2 separate regions of the Rattus norvegicus genome follow, and region 1 is linked to region 2. A link is a contact called in public Hi-C data. All regions are on one chromosome and are shown on one strand. Each heading gives the region's core, a stretch centred on a gene start, on an enhancer-like site or on the middle of the called end of the contact. The rest is flanking DNA. Distances are from core to core; before and after follow the strand shown.

The links. A called contact is a pair of places that touch in the nucleus more often than the background predicts.
Region 1: a contact with region 2 is called in a Hi-C map of Schwann cells, with 4 times the contacts expected there. The contact joins the enhancer-like site here to the promoter of Cdh13 in region 2. A contact is called at or near these places in 7 of 12 Hi-C or Micro-C datasets (the A7r5 cell line, Schwann cells, frontal cortex and 4 more) and 1 of 1 datasets of contacts at active chromatin or transcription factors (oligodendrocytes).

What each region holds. Positions count from the first base shown.
Region 1 is chr19:63,808,894-63,815,541 of GRCr8, reverse strand. All of the region lies in intron 4 of Cdh13 (cadherin 13), which reads right to left. Among named protein-coding and RNA genes, the nearest start is that of Hsbp1, 500 kb to the left of the region's middle. Within about 2 kb of position 4,746, at least 32 of the 93 cell types and tissues checked have an H3K27ac peak or open chromatin away from gene starts, as enhancers often do. A contact at or near this core is called in Schwann cells, where this site is marked.
Region 2 is chr19:63,253,457-63,259,690 of GRCr8, reverse strand. Cdh13 (cadherin 13) reads right to left here and starts at 1,440. Exons shown (of 14, transcript NM_138889.2): 1 at 1,326-1,440. The coding sequence starts at 1,370.

The sequences.
Region 1 (6,648 bases), core at 3,497-5,996, 550 kb before region 2:
AGCAAGTACCAAGCCTGCAATTCTGCGCTCAGGCACCAGGTGGCAGTAGTGCCTAAGGTAGGATGAGGGTGGGTTACTTGGCAGGGCCCATGGAGGCACATCAAAACAATTCCACGACACAGGTAGGTCTCATCGCATTTTCATTTTTATCATGTAAAGATGTTCTCTATTGAAATATACTTAAGGTTGTAATTAAACACCAATTATCTCTGTTTGAATTTTTAAGATTAATGGAGAGTAGGATCAATAATGAGATGGATGATACTTTTTGATAAAAAAAAAAAAAAGACATTTCCATCTCGATTTCACTGGAGTTAACTCATCTCAGGTCCTTTCCTGAGCCCCCAGCTCCTGATTGGAGGCTTCAGAAGGTCAAAGATCCACAGCTTCTTGGTTGAAGCCAGAGTCCACCATATTGTCTAGCTGAGCAAACACACGTCTGTCTTCATGCAAATGTGTTACGATCCTATCTTCAAACGGGTCTTTGCCTCTGTTCCCAATTTCCTCAGGTGCAAAGCGGGAACAATCACCATTTAATTCTGGGGGATAGGGAGTGGGGAGGGAGGTTGAGGATTTAAAGAGACAGTATAGCTGGGTGTGGTGGCTGGGCCTATAGCCACAGCCATACAGGAAGCTGAGGCAGAAGGCTCTCAAGTTCAAAGCTTGGATGTTCCAGAGTGATTCAGAGACAGCTTGAACACCTTGGTAAGACCCTATCACAAAATATAACTTTAAAAGGAGGGTTAGGGGCTTGGGTGAGCAGGCCTGAAGGTTGGGAGAGCAAGGGAGCTGGCCCTGGTGGCATGGACACAGGAGAACCGAGCAACTCAGCTTCTGTCCCTCACAGATCCAGGGCTTTAAGCTGGCCCACCCCAATAGCCACCCCATCTATGAGTTAATAGGACATGTGAAGGGACCAGTCCTGCAGATCCAAACCTGCAGGATCACCATGACAGAGGGCAACAACCAGATATCCTAAAGGAGTCATGGTGAGGATCCAATATTGACATTGTAGCAGAAGTCAGAGGCCTTGAACCAGACCCACGATTCACTGCGCATTTTCAAGTAGAAGCTGTTTAGGCAAAAGGGTATATATACTGTGTGACATACCACAACCTCTGTGGACATATACTAATATATATATTAGATAGTAAATAAAAATTTAATAAATTTTATGTTTTACTATAAATGTTATATATTATATTTATATAATATCTAATATTAAATATATTATATAAAATAATAAAAATATATAAATGTAAGTATATTAGATTTTAGTTTTAGGTTTTCTTTTTAGTGGGGAGGTTGCAAGGGCAGAGGGTGCGTAGGAAGGGATGAGGAATGGTGCATGATGGGAAACTCACAAAGACTCAATAAAAAATTAATAGAAAGGAGGGCTGGGGTTATACAGAGTTCTTGCCTAACATGCTCGAGGCCTTGGGTTCAGTCCTCAGTACAAAACCCCCAAACTAAAGCATAAACGAAGCACACAGACAGGGCGCCGATAAATCAGGGCTAACCACTGTAATTCCACTAGCAATAATTGCAATAAAATCACGCTGCTGCTCATGGGTGAGATGGATCCCTCCAGGCATAAAAGGCATCTTAGCCAGATAATAAAATTGAATCCATTTCTGAGGGAATAGACTGGCGTTTTAAAGAAGTAAATTCACAGACTTCTCCAGTCCTGGGAGTGATGGTCCAAGCACGGTAGATGGAGACAGCTGGGACCCTTGGATGAGCCCCATCTATCACTTTCCCTCCAATGTGCATTCAGATGTCCCCTTTCTGCCCCTCGGCACCCTTGAGACAGGTCTTGTTAACCTGGAAGGCAATCCAAGCTAATGAACACCATGTCCGTGTCCCTCAACAGCTGGAGGGTAACTCTTTCCGAGGTAGGGTCCTGTTTCCATGGGCCTGCCTGCCCCACATGGACCGGGGTGCGGACCCACCAGGAAGAGCCTTCTGTGCTCTCTGTTCTCTTCCCCATCCTCCTTTGTTCAGAGAGGCTGGGGACCCAGAACCTTCTGGAAGAAGCAAAGCTCAATGTGCCTCCTGGGGGCAGACATCGCTATAGCAAACCGAACTCTAGTCTTGGAAACTCTCCCGGGGAGACTTTTCCTTGTACCGACAAGGTCAGGGTCAATGCCTCCTTCTCTCTAGGAGAGCTTGAACTACTTGGCCTTATGGAGACACAGTTTCCAGAGAGGGGGCCCTGTTTAATGAGTGACTGCCCTTGGATCAAAAGACTTATTCTCCAGGGGCAGAGCCAGTCTCCAAAGCTGGGCGCTAGCTTAGAGCATTGCTCAACACACTCTCTCTCTCTCTCTCTCTCTCTCTCTCTCTCTCTCTCTCTCTCTCTCTCTCTCTCTCTCCTCCTCCTCCCTTTCCCTCTCCCGTCCCCCTTACTCCCCCTCCCCCCTCTTCCCTTCATTCTTTTCTCTTTTGTGTCTTCCTCCCTTTTTTCTCTCCCCTTCCTTTCCCCTTTCTCTTCAGAACCCAGTTTTTTAATCTATGCCTGGAGCCTGCCTCTAGTCCTTAGAGCTGTGTGTGTTGAAGGAACTGGTATATAGAGTTCCCAGAACACTGAGCCACAAGGGACACCTGCCCACACGGAGGGACTTTTTCTATCAACAAGAGCATCTCTTGAGCTATGGTTCCTGGTGAGCATAAGCATGTCCTGAACGAGAGGACGTGCAAGTCTCCATGCCTCCTGCCCTGAACCCCTGGCCCTACTTGTCTTGCTCCCTCACAGCCCTGCTACATACTCAATCAAGCTAGAGGTCCAAGCACCACTCTGTCTTCTGAGGACAGACTGCCATCCCTGGCCCACACGTTTCTCACTGAAGTGGGTTCCCACTACTGCCTTTTGGAAGCTTCTTTGGCAACAGTCAGGCCTGCCCCCTTCTGTCTTAAACACAGTGATAGCAGAGACTCTTCCAGCCTTCTTCCCACGGGCTCGGTGAAGCAGAGCGGGGCGCATCTCCAAGGCACAGCCCGCCAGTTCCACATGCGCCACAGGCAGTGGGGCTTAGAGGACCTTGGAGAGAAAACATGGGAATTGGGGACACTCTTTAGGGGAAACTGGGCAGCTCTGCTGAGTTTCATCAGTTGACATTGCAGTCTACAAAATGCACACTGGAGAGCCACAAGATTGAGCTACAGAAATTGAGAGAGCGAGAGCGAGAGCGAGAGCGAGAGCGAGAGCGAGAGCGAGAGCGAGAGCGAGAGCGAGAGCGAGAGCGAGAGCGAGAGCGAGAGCGAGAGCGAGAGCGAGAGCGAGAGCGAGAGCGAGAGCGAGAGCGAGAGCGAGAGCGAGAGCGAGAGCGAGAGCGAGAGCGAGAGCGAGAGCGAGAGCGAGAGCGAGAGCGAGAGCGAGAGCGAGAGCGAGAGCGAGAGCGAGAGCGAGAGCGAGAGCGAGAGCGAGAGCGAGAGCGAGAGCGAGAGCGAGAGCGAGAGCGAGAGCGAGAGCGAGAGCGAGAGCGAGAGCGAGAGCGAGAGCGAGAGCGAGAGCGAGAGCGAGAGCGAGAGCGAGAGCGAGAGCGAGAGCGAGAGCGAGAGCGAGAGCGAGAGCGAGAGCGAGAGCGAGAGCGAGAGCGAGAGCGAGAGCGAGAGCGAGAGCGAGAGCGAGAGCGAGAGCGAGAGCGAGAGCGAGAGCGAGAGCGAGAGCGAGAGCGAGAGCGAGAGCGAGAGCGAAACAAAAGAAAGAAAAAAAACGAATTCGTTGTTTCCGCAATGAATTTAGGATTTATGGGCTCCTATTTGGTCTTCACTAATACTCTGATGAGGAAGGTCAGGTCCCTGACTCCAGTTTCCTCTTGGGTTGAAATAGCGAGTCCTAGAGAGAGCTGAAGATTGCCTTGGTGCTGTTTGTATTTGATGCTGATTCTGCTTCCTCGAGAGGAATGGATCACTTAAGTATTCAGTACTAAGAGACCCTCTTCCCCATTTTAACAGGTCAGATGAAGGCTAAAGCCTGTGAATGGCAGTGGAAGGGAAAGGTGGGGCTGGAGGTTTTAGAGGGGGAGAAGAGAGGAAGGAGGAGGGGAGATTAAGGAGACAGAGGAAGATAGAGCAGAACCCCGTGGCCCAGAGGAGCTGCAAGTAACAAGGGATCTCCTAGCTGGGGAATAGAGAGTGTAGGGTGGTGAATCTGCCCAGTCTAGTTGTACAGCTTATAAATATTTTAACTGAGTTATATGACTTTACACTGGCATAGTGGGGTTGGAGTAGTACTACGACAGCTGAGAACTTATGAGACGTAGGTTCTGAGCAAACTTCCCCTGGGGGAGCTGAGACGAGGACCCCTTCAGAAGGACACACAGAGAGAACTAACTGTTGGAGGAGGACCAGCCCAGGTTGCTGGGAGGAGATTCTCCAATGTGCCCAGATGCCTGCAGCCTCCCAGCCACCTCTAGGGCTCTACCTTTTGAGACCCGCTACCTGCCTACACTGGGGTGGGCTTTTGGAATTGTTGCTGCCTTTTAAAGTCTGCACCCCTACAAGCAGTTCCTTCCCAACGTCACCCTAGTCACCCTAATAAACTGCCTGGCTCACCAAGGCCAGCTTCCAGGGACATTATTTTGGTTTGTTTGCTCATGTCTCTCCAGGAACAGAGGCGCACCCAGTCGCCATTGCCGCCTTCAAATGTTTGAGGAATGTTTGAGGTTTCAGGGCCACCCAGCCTCACTGAGCAAGAGGCATACTTGGCCTGCTGTTTGTGGCTCTCAGCCGTGGGTGTTTGCAGCTCAAGAACGCCCAGATCGCCCTTACAGCGATACACAGAGCTCCTTCAGTTTGCCCAGATGTGGCCTCATGTGGCTCCCCCTCCCGCTGACTCAGTCCTCTGGCCAGAGTCAACCCTGCAGGCCAGCCTGAGCAGCTGTTAACACCCCTAACTCCACAGAGCAGGTTGACAATTAGCCGGCTGTGCCATTAGCCTTTGTAATCCAACACTTCTCTGCACAGCAGGATTCTATTTTTTCCTCTTCTTTTCTCCTTCTGGAGTTAGAACGGAAAAAAGTTAATGATGAGAAAGAAAATAAGGACCCCAGGTGCCAACTCACTGGGGGAGCCTATAAACTGCATTCTGAGCCCTGCTGTGTCCCTGGGGAAAGAGACTTCTGGCTGGCTGTACAGGTGGCAGAAGGGGGCTAGAACCAGGGTCCTGACATCAGAAACCAAAGGCCCCTCTGCTTTCCTCTGAGAAGAGGCTCTCTTATCACCATTCTTTTTTTTTTTTTCTTACTGCAAACAAGCAGTGATATGGGTGTATATTTAAGACACTGGCTTTTGGTGTGCTGCGTATGCCTGTGTGTGGTCACGCATGTGGCTGTTTGTGTGTGAGTGTATGTGTGTGTGCGCACATGTGTTATGCCAGTGTGTTTATGCCTGTGGTTGCATGTGTGTGAATGTGAGTGTGTGCACATGCGTGTGTTATGCCCGTGTGTTTTCATGCTTGTGGTTGTGTGTGTGAGTGTATGTGTGTGAGTGTATGTGTGCATGTGTTATGCCTGTGTGCGTGTTGCTGTGCATGTGATTGTGTGTGTTAGTGTATGTGAATATGATTGTGTGCATGTGTGGGCGTTATGCCTGTGTGTGTTCATGCATGGGGTTGTGTGTGTGAGTGAGTGTGTGTGTGTGTGTGTGTGTTATGTTTCTTTTCTATTTTGCCCTTTGAGACAAGATCTTATGGTATTGCTCCAGCAGGCCTCTACCTTGCATCAATCCTCCTGCCTCTGCCTCTGAGTGTTTAAATTACAGGTGTCATTTAAGGGCTTAAATTACTATGTGTATATGTGGATACATATATAACAGTTTGAAGAGGGATAATTTTAGGCTTACAGAAAGGCCGTTGAAAGGGCACACTGTTCCTACAAACCGGCCTACAGTGCTGGCTGCTCTGAGGGGTGAATGCTAATACTCCGTGTGTGTGTGTGTGTGTGTGTGTGTGTGTGTGTGTGTGTGTGTTCAGAGTGTGCTTGCTCTGATGTGATTATTGCCTCTCTTCAGATCTCAAATGCAGCACAGAGCACTCCCCTCTCCCACTACTGCTTTCAGTGTTTAATAAAACATACTCATTACACTTACATATGTATGTATGTATGTATGTATGTATGTATGCATGCATGTATTTAGTGTGTGTGTGTGTGTGTGTGTGTGTGTGTGCACGTCCATCTGCATGTGCCACAGCACATGTGTGGAAGTCAAAGGATAACATTCAGGAGTTTGTTATTTCCTTCCCTCTTGGGTCATGGTGATTAAACTCAAGTTGTCAGACATGTAGGGCGTGTACCTTCACTCACTAAGCCATCTTTCTGGTCTGTTGAATGATTTCAAATAGCGAATCCTGGTGCCTCCTCACATTTAAAATAAATTGCACTTGCAATGGTTGCCTTGGATTTACATATGGAAAATGTGCAGAATGTACCAGAACTATGTAGTTGTCTAAGTTCTAAATGTCTGCTCTGCCATGAGAGCACCTAGCCTGACCTGCTGATGATTTCCACCATCTTGTGGAGATGTCCCTGTTCTCTTTCTCTGCCTTGAAAAGAGGGCAGTATATAGTAGGTGTTCAATAAACACCCGAGTTACGTTTTAGTGGCTCCATGTCTCTCATCTCCCTTCCCATCGTAGCACAACAATGAT
Region 2 (6,234 bases), core at 191-2,690:
ATTGCATTTCTGGGGTGCCAACCCTCCTCCAACAGCCATCTCCCTTCAGAAGGCTTCCTGCAGAACCCTCACTTCCTCTCCTCTTTCCCACTTCACGTTCAACCCCGTGCCTCTTTCACTGGCACTCAAGAATCCTGCCCAGAAACTCAACACCCATGCCTTAGGCATCCCCCCTCCTCCTTCGTTTTCTCTGCGTGGCCCTACACTTCTACAACCACCCACTTGTAGACTGCCAGCTCTTGGTCCCAGAGGCTGCCTAAAAGGACAACGAAGGACTGAGCCAGTATGCCAGGATGCTCTCTGGAGCTTCAGTCTCCAGAGGAGGGCTGGGCGTGCCCCCTCAGCCTCCAGTGTCTCTGGCCTGTCCCCTAAGTATTGCTTTCCTACACCCAAACTTCCAGGGATTTTTGAGCTTCAGCCGGGCTGAGGAGAGCCCCAGCATGCCTCTCCTGCTCTGCCAATCCTGCCCTGGCACTGCAACGATCTGGAGGGTTATTTGCCAGGCAGCTGCAGCCTGGTGAAGAAGCTTGAACTTTTCCTTGTGCTCAGCGCCACCCGCCCGCCCAGAGAAGACAACAGAGGCTGCAGCCTGGGCTCGGGCAGGAGCTCCAGCTGTCTGGACAATGGGGGCCCAAGGGGCTGGGGGTAGTGGGCCTGCGCTATGGAGAGGGGACCGTGCTCAGGCTCCTTTGAGCCGGGAGCTGGAGAGCCTGAAGACCTCAAAGCGGGAGCGGCGGGCGTCTTGCTTTGAAAGACAGCAGCAGCCGGGCTGCGGAGATCCGCTGGCGGGAGGTGCCTTGCAGCTCGCCAGCCGAGCTGGGCGAAGAGAGGACGAGCGCCCCGGGAAGTCAGTGATGCCAGCTCTGGCCTCTCCCAGCCCGGCAGCCGGCCGAACCGAATGGCTCTTCCCGGCTAAGGCACTGGGTTACGGGGCAAGCACAATCCCTAGTCGCCTCGAAAGGAGTATATATCCGATACATGAGCCTCTGGAGGAGGCGAACCAAAGTTACCCCACTTGATGTCAGCTAGGATGTCGCCTTTGCTTGCAAAAAGGCTCTGTCCTTCTCAGAATGAGCACACACACACACACACACACACACACACACACACACACACACACGCACACGAGACTAGCCGGCAAGAGGAGCCAGGCCCCTCTAGGATCGGAGCTGGGGGTGACCTCGCATCTGAGCTAGCCGGGTCTATCTGCGCGGCGGTTAGCAGAAGCCCCGCGACCCTCCGATCGCTCCTGGCCATCACCAAGCAGGGCGATCTGAATGCAGAAAGCTGGTGGGAGCGCGCTGACTGCGGCTCACATTCCCTACCTGGGACAGCAGGACGCACAGGGTGAGCGGAGTTCTCGGCTGCATCTTGCCCGACTAGAAGAAGCGCCTGGCGGCGTTTGCATTCACACACGCGGCTGCACTGAGCATATTTTCCGTGGGAGCCAGCCTTTGAGGAGAGGCTCTGCCTCGCCAGCCAGCCAACTTCCCAAATAGATCAGCGGCAGCATCGCGAAAGCATTGGGTAGCGGCTGATGACCAGGACCAATGGCTTTACAAGACGGATTCCTTCATAACGCTCCCTCGTTTTGCATGGCAGATAGGGGCGAGCACCTCGCAGGGAGAGAGCCCCCTCCGAGCAAGGAGGCGGCACGTTGGCTTGCCTTTTTTTTTTTTTTACTCCTGGGGTCCAGCCTCACAAATCAGGCTGGGCGATGCCAGCTGATTCCACTTTCCCTAAGAACTGGAATTGCACCCGGGACCAACAGCCACTTCTAACACACTGCAAAAAAAAATTCTCTTTATTAAAATGTTAATAAGATCCACTTTATTCCCAATAAATCACATAAGATGACCCCAGCAGCCCCAGCCCTCTATGTCCTCAAAGCCTTGCTGGTAGATTTCTTTGGCTTTGATTTTTTTCTTCGCCCTCTCCCCCACCCCTTACCCCCCAAAGTGCTCAGCCACGGTGGGGTGGTGTTTGGTGTTTTTCTGCCATCACCACAAATCACAGAGAGGACAGATCAATTCTAGCTTGCACGAAAAATCCATCAAGGAGCAATAGATTTTATTAACTGCTCAGGTGAGGGTGGGACTGGCCGCCACTCCACAAGCGTGAACCTGGCACCGAAACCAGGAGCATGACTTGAGCAAATTCTGTTGTTGTTTTTCCCCCCAATGTGGATGTGACCTTTCAGAGTCCCTGAGCTATTCCCAAGGGCTCCAAACAGTACTAGTCATGGCTCAAGGAATCTTACAGTTGGGGAATGTTGGAGATTGGAGAAACGGGGACATTTAAGGCATTTCTTCCCTCACAGAGATCTGAAGCTAAGGCAGTAAAGTCCTTATTTTCATGTAGGCTTCTTCCTAAGAGGACTTATGGGTTTTAGAATAAAAGGCAAATCCAACCAAGATAGAAAACTTGGGCCACAAGAAAAGTTTAGAAAACCAAAACGTTAACTCCCAACTACAACTGTTTTGCTATGATTTGGACACATGAGCTTCCTAGTGGCCAAAGCAAAATGAAAAAAAAAATGAGTGACACCATTTTTGTTGTAGAAAATGTGTCTAAGTTATATTCAATACCGGTTTAAATATATCACACGGCAGGATATTGCCAGCACAGGGCCTAGAATAATGAGGCAGTGATTGACATGTATTAAAGACTAGATAGCTAAGACAATCAAGAACTAGAAGAAGGTGAGGAGGATCCCAGAGTCTGGAACCGAACTAGCTTGCTGATACCCCAGCTCTTTACTCACAGCATGTTGCCCAGACTCTGTGTCTCCATTTGTCTTCTAAGATCACATTGAGGATTCAGTGACAGAATGAGCATCCTACACACCAAACTGATACGCTTCCTAAAGTTCCTTCCCTTGCTCATGAGGTCATTGAATGGGATTCCCCACCCCCAGGGGCCTTGGTGACAATGCTTTCATGTCTGGGGCCTGGTTGTTTTAGCCAACTGCACACTCTACAAACAGCAATGCCATCCAGAGAGTCCACAGAAGATACAGAGGAAACTGCTGCCTCATCTGTTCTCATCTGGTCACCTAAATAGCGTCATCTGCCCTGAGAGTTTCATAAATAAGACCTTTAGTGGATGATATGCCATAAGAGGATGGCATGAGAACCATGTGTATGGAAATTCATGCCCCCATTGCTGCTTGGAGATAATGGACAAGCATGGAGTCTACAGAGATCCAAGTAAAAATATCTGAAATCTCTTTATTCCTGGAAAATGGTCATCTGGTCAACCAGGGGAAAAGGGGGAAGCTACCCTGAGACCAGAAGTTAGCAAATAAAGACAGGGATGGGAAATCAAGGTGAAGGTGCACTGGTAATAGGAAGGTCTTCCCTTATCTCCATAACAGCAGCCCTGCCCAGGGAGGCCCCTCATTGAGTAGAGAGGGTCTTAGGCTGCACTCAGGGACAATTGGTGTCCTGCCTTTGTACTTTGGTCAGCCTTCCTGCACTCTCCCCAATACATCATCCTTAGTATCTCTCATGAAATATATCTAGTCTTCCGCCTTCTAAGTAAATGTCAGGGCTTGACTTCTTTCCGATTGGGGTGTAGCATGTGACCAGATCTAGCCAAGGAGCTGTGATTGAGAGTGGCATGTGTCACTGCAAGGCTGGGGTGTTTCATGGCCACTGTCAGACAGGTTGGTTGGTTTCCCTGGTAATAGGGATTGGGGCATTTGTGCAAAGGGCCTTTACTGGGGAGTGTTCCCAGGGAAATGACTGCAGGAAGACAGCATAGAAACAGATGTGAAGAAGGCACAGTCACAGTAGAGGCCCTGTCCATCCCAGAGCCCACAGCTTAAAACAGCCCTTTAGGCTTGACCCTTGTGGTGTTAGAGGTTCATGGGGGTGGGGGAGGGAGGGGTTGTTTGTTTTGTTTTTTAGATTTATTTTATGTATATGAATATACTATCTTCAGACACACCACAAGGGGGCATCGGATTACATTACAGATGGTCCTGAGTCACCATGTGGTGACTGAGTTGAACTCAGAACCTCTGGAGAGTTAGTGCTCTTAGCCACTAAGCCATTTCTCCAGCCCCAAGGGCCCCAAGGTCAATGTTTTGTGGAGGTTTTTTTGTTTGTTTGTTTGTTTTGTTTTTTTTTTGTCCTAATTAAACCAGTAGTTAGGTGCACACACACCACACCCCCCACCAACTCACAAGTGAGATGATTTGGCTTGGCCAAGGACAGTTTTCCAACCTGACCTCAAATCCATCTCTCTCTCTCTCTCTCTCTCTCTCTCTCTCTCTCTCTCTCTCTCTCACACACACACACACACACACACACACACACACACAGAGCTGAGGTGATGGTCTAGGGCACAGATGGCCCTGCAGGTTTGATGGTTTCAGCAAAGACAGATGCAGCCTGTGAACTGAAATCTTGACCACCCCATGCCAGCATCCCTGGGCTTCTGTCCTGGAAGAGCAGAAAAGCTTTGACTCTAAGAATGCCTGCACCTTACTCTTTCCTTGCCTCATCTTCTATAAGCTCGCTCACCAATGCTGGGAAGAGTCCCAAGTCTCGAGGTGTCCCTAATAACACTCAGAAGACTCTGGTTCTCTAAGGTTAAAATGGTTGGAAAAGTCTTGTCAGCAGGATAAGGGCTGGATTGGGCCTGCAGGATCCACCTACACTGAACTGGTCCTTTTGACATTCTAAGTCTCAGTTTCCATTCAACAGAATGGGACTCCTAACATGGTTACATCCCAAGGATGGCCACAACGCCCAAATATTATTTGGTCCCTTTCCCTCCATTCCTCTCTATACTCAGAAAATGTGATTTGGTCATAAAACATGGCGTGGAGTTTTGATCAATCAAGACCGAAAATAAATCATTTCCTTCTGATGATAAAAGGCTTCTAAAGAGAAAAATCCATAATTTTTTTTGTTTGCATGGCTTAGCTTGTTTACCTTTTGGGTCCCCAATGGGGGGGCTTTTGACTGATGGATTAATCAATGGTGGCCAATACTGCCCAGTTCTGAGAGCTACAGCTCTCTACCTATCCCCACTCTGCCTCCTCTAGGTCAGCCCTTAGCAGCCACTGTAGTGGATGGGAAAGTGTCTTTAGACCCATTGAAGGTTCACGCCCTTTCAAGGCATTTCAAGTTAGTTGGAGAACCGACCGACCATCCCATAGTCAGCAGCTGCCTCCTGTGGGTACCAGAGGTTGAGACTCTTTCCTCTGCTTGGATGATGTGACTGAATACATTCCAGAGGGGGTAGAAATAGTTATGGATGTGCACATGTTTGTGTGTATGTGCATAAGCACATGGGATGTGTGTATGCATTTCCACATGTGTATGTATGTACACACACTCTGGCTCCTATGGACTGATAGCGATAGGTGTACAGTATAGCTGAGATAAATTTTTCAAGTTCTGCCTGGGCTGTTTTTTATAACAGAACAATGACAAAATAAATAGGCACCTCCATGAGGAGAGACAGCGCTCAGAGTAACTGGAGGCTTCGGGATATAATGGCCATACTAGGGCAGAATGGAAGGAAGTCTATGCTATACGCTAGCCAGTGAGTCTTAATGTTAACCATGCTGCCATTCTAAGATAGCCCGTGATCCTTCAGGTCTCCTCGACACCAAGTTCTTGGTCAGGGAAGCACCCACTTTTCCTAAGCCAGAAGCCTGTTCTAAGCATCTTCAGAGTCTTCTGTGACTCGAAATTCCTCACTCCAATCAGCACCTCCTGCTTTACCTTGAGCTTGGCTACGCCATGGGACTTAGGAGGAACAAGGAACAATGGCGAACCAGCTAAGTCCAAGTCTCAAGAGGCCCTCTCTGCTGCACAGCTGAGGGGTGGACTGCTGACTCCCATAGGATCGCCTGTTTAATTGCAAGATTCCCAGTTGCTGGTGCTCCTTCCGAAGGTTATAGAACCCTTGTTGTTGTTGTTGTTGTTGTTGTTGTTGTTGTTGTTGTCGTAGTCGTCGTCGTCGTCGTCGTCGTCGTGTTCCACTGAGATGAGAGCAAGTGACTGCCATTTGCTTTGACCACCAGAGATCACCTATGGCCACACCCACCCTCAAGAATGGACCTGAGCCAAAACAAACCTCTTCTCTCTCAAGTTACTGCTTGTCAGAAGGCATTTGATGATAGGACATGAAAGGTAGCTAATGAGTTTCTGTCTGTTTTGTTTTGTTTCTGTTTTTGTTTGTTTCCCTGCTACTGTGATAGTGCATTCCCACAGA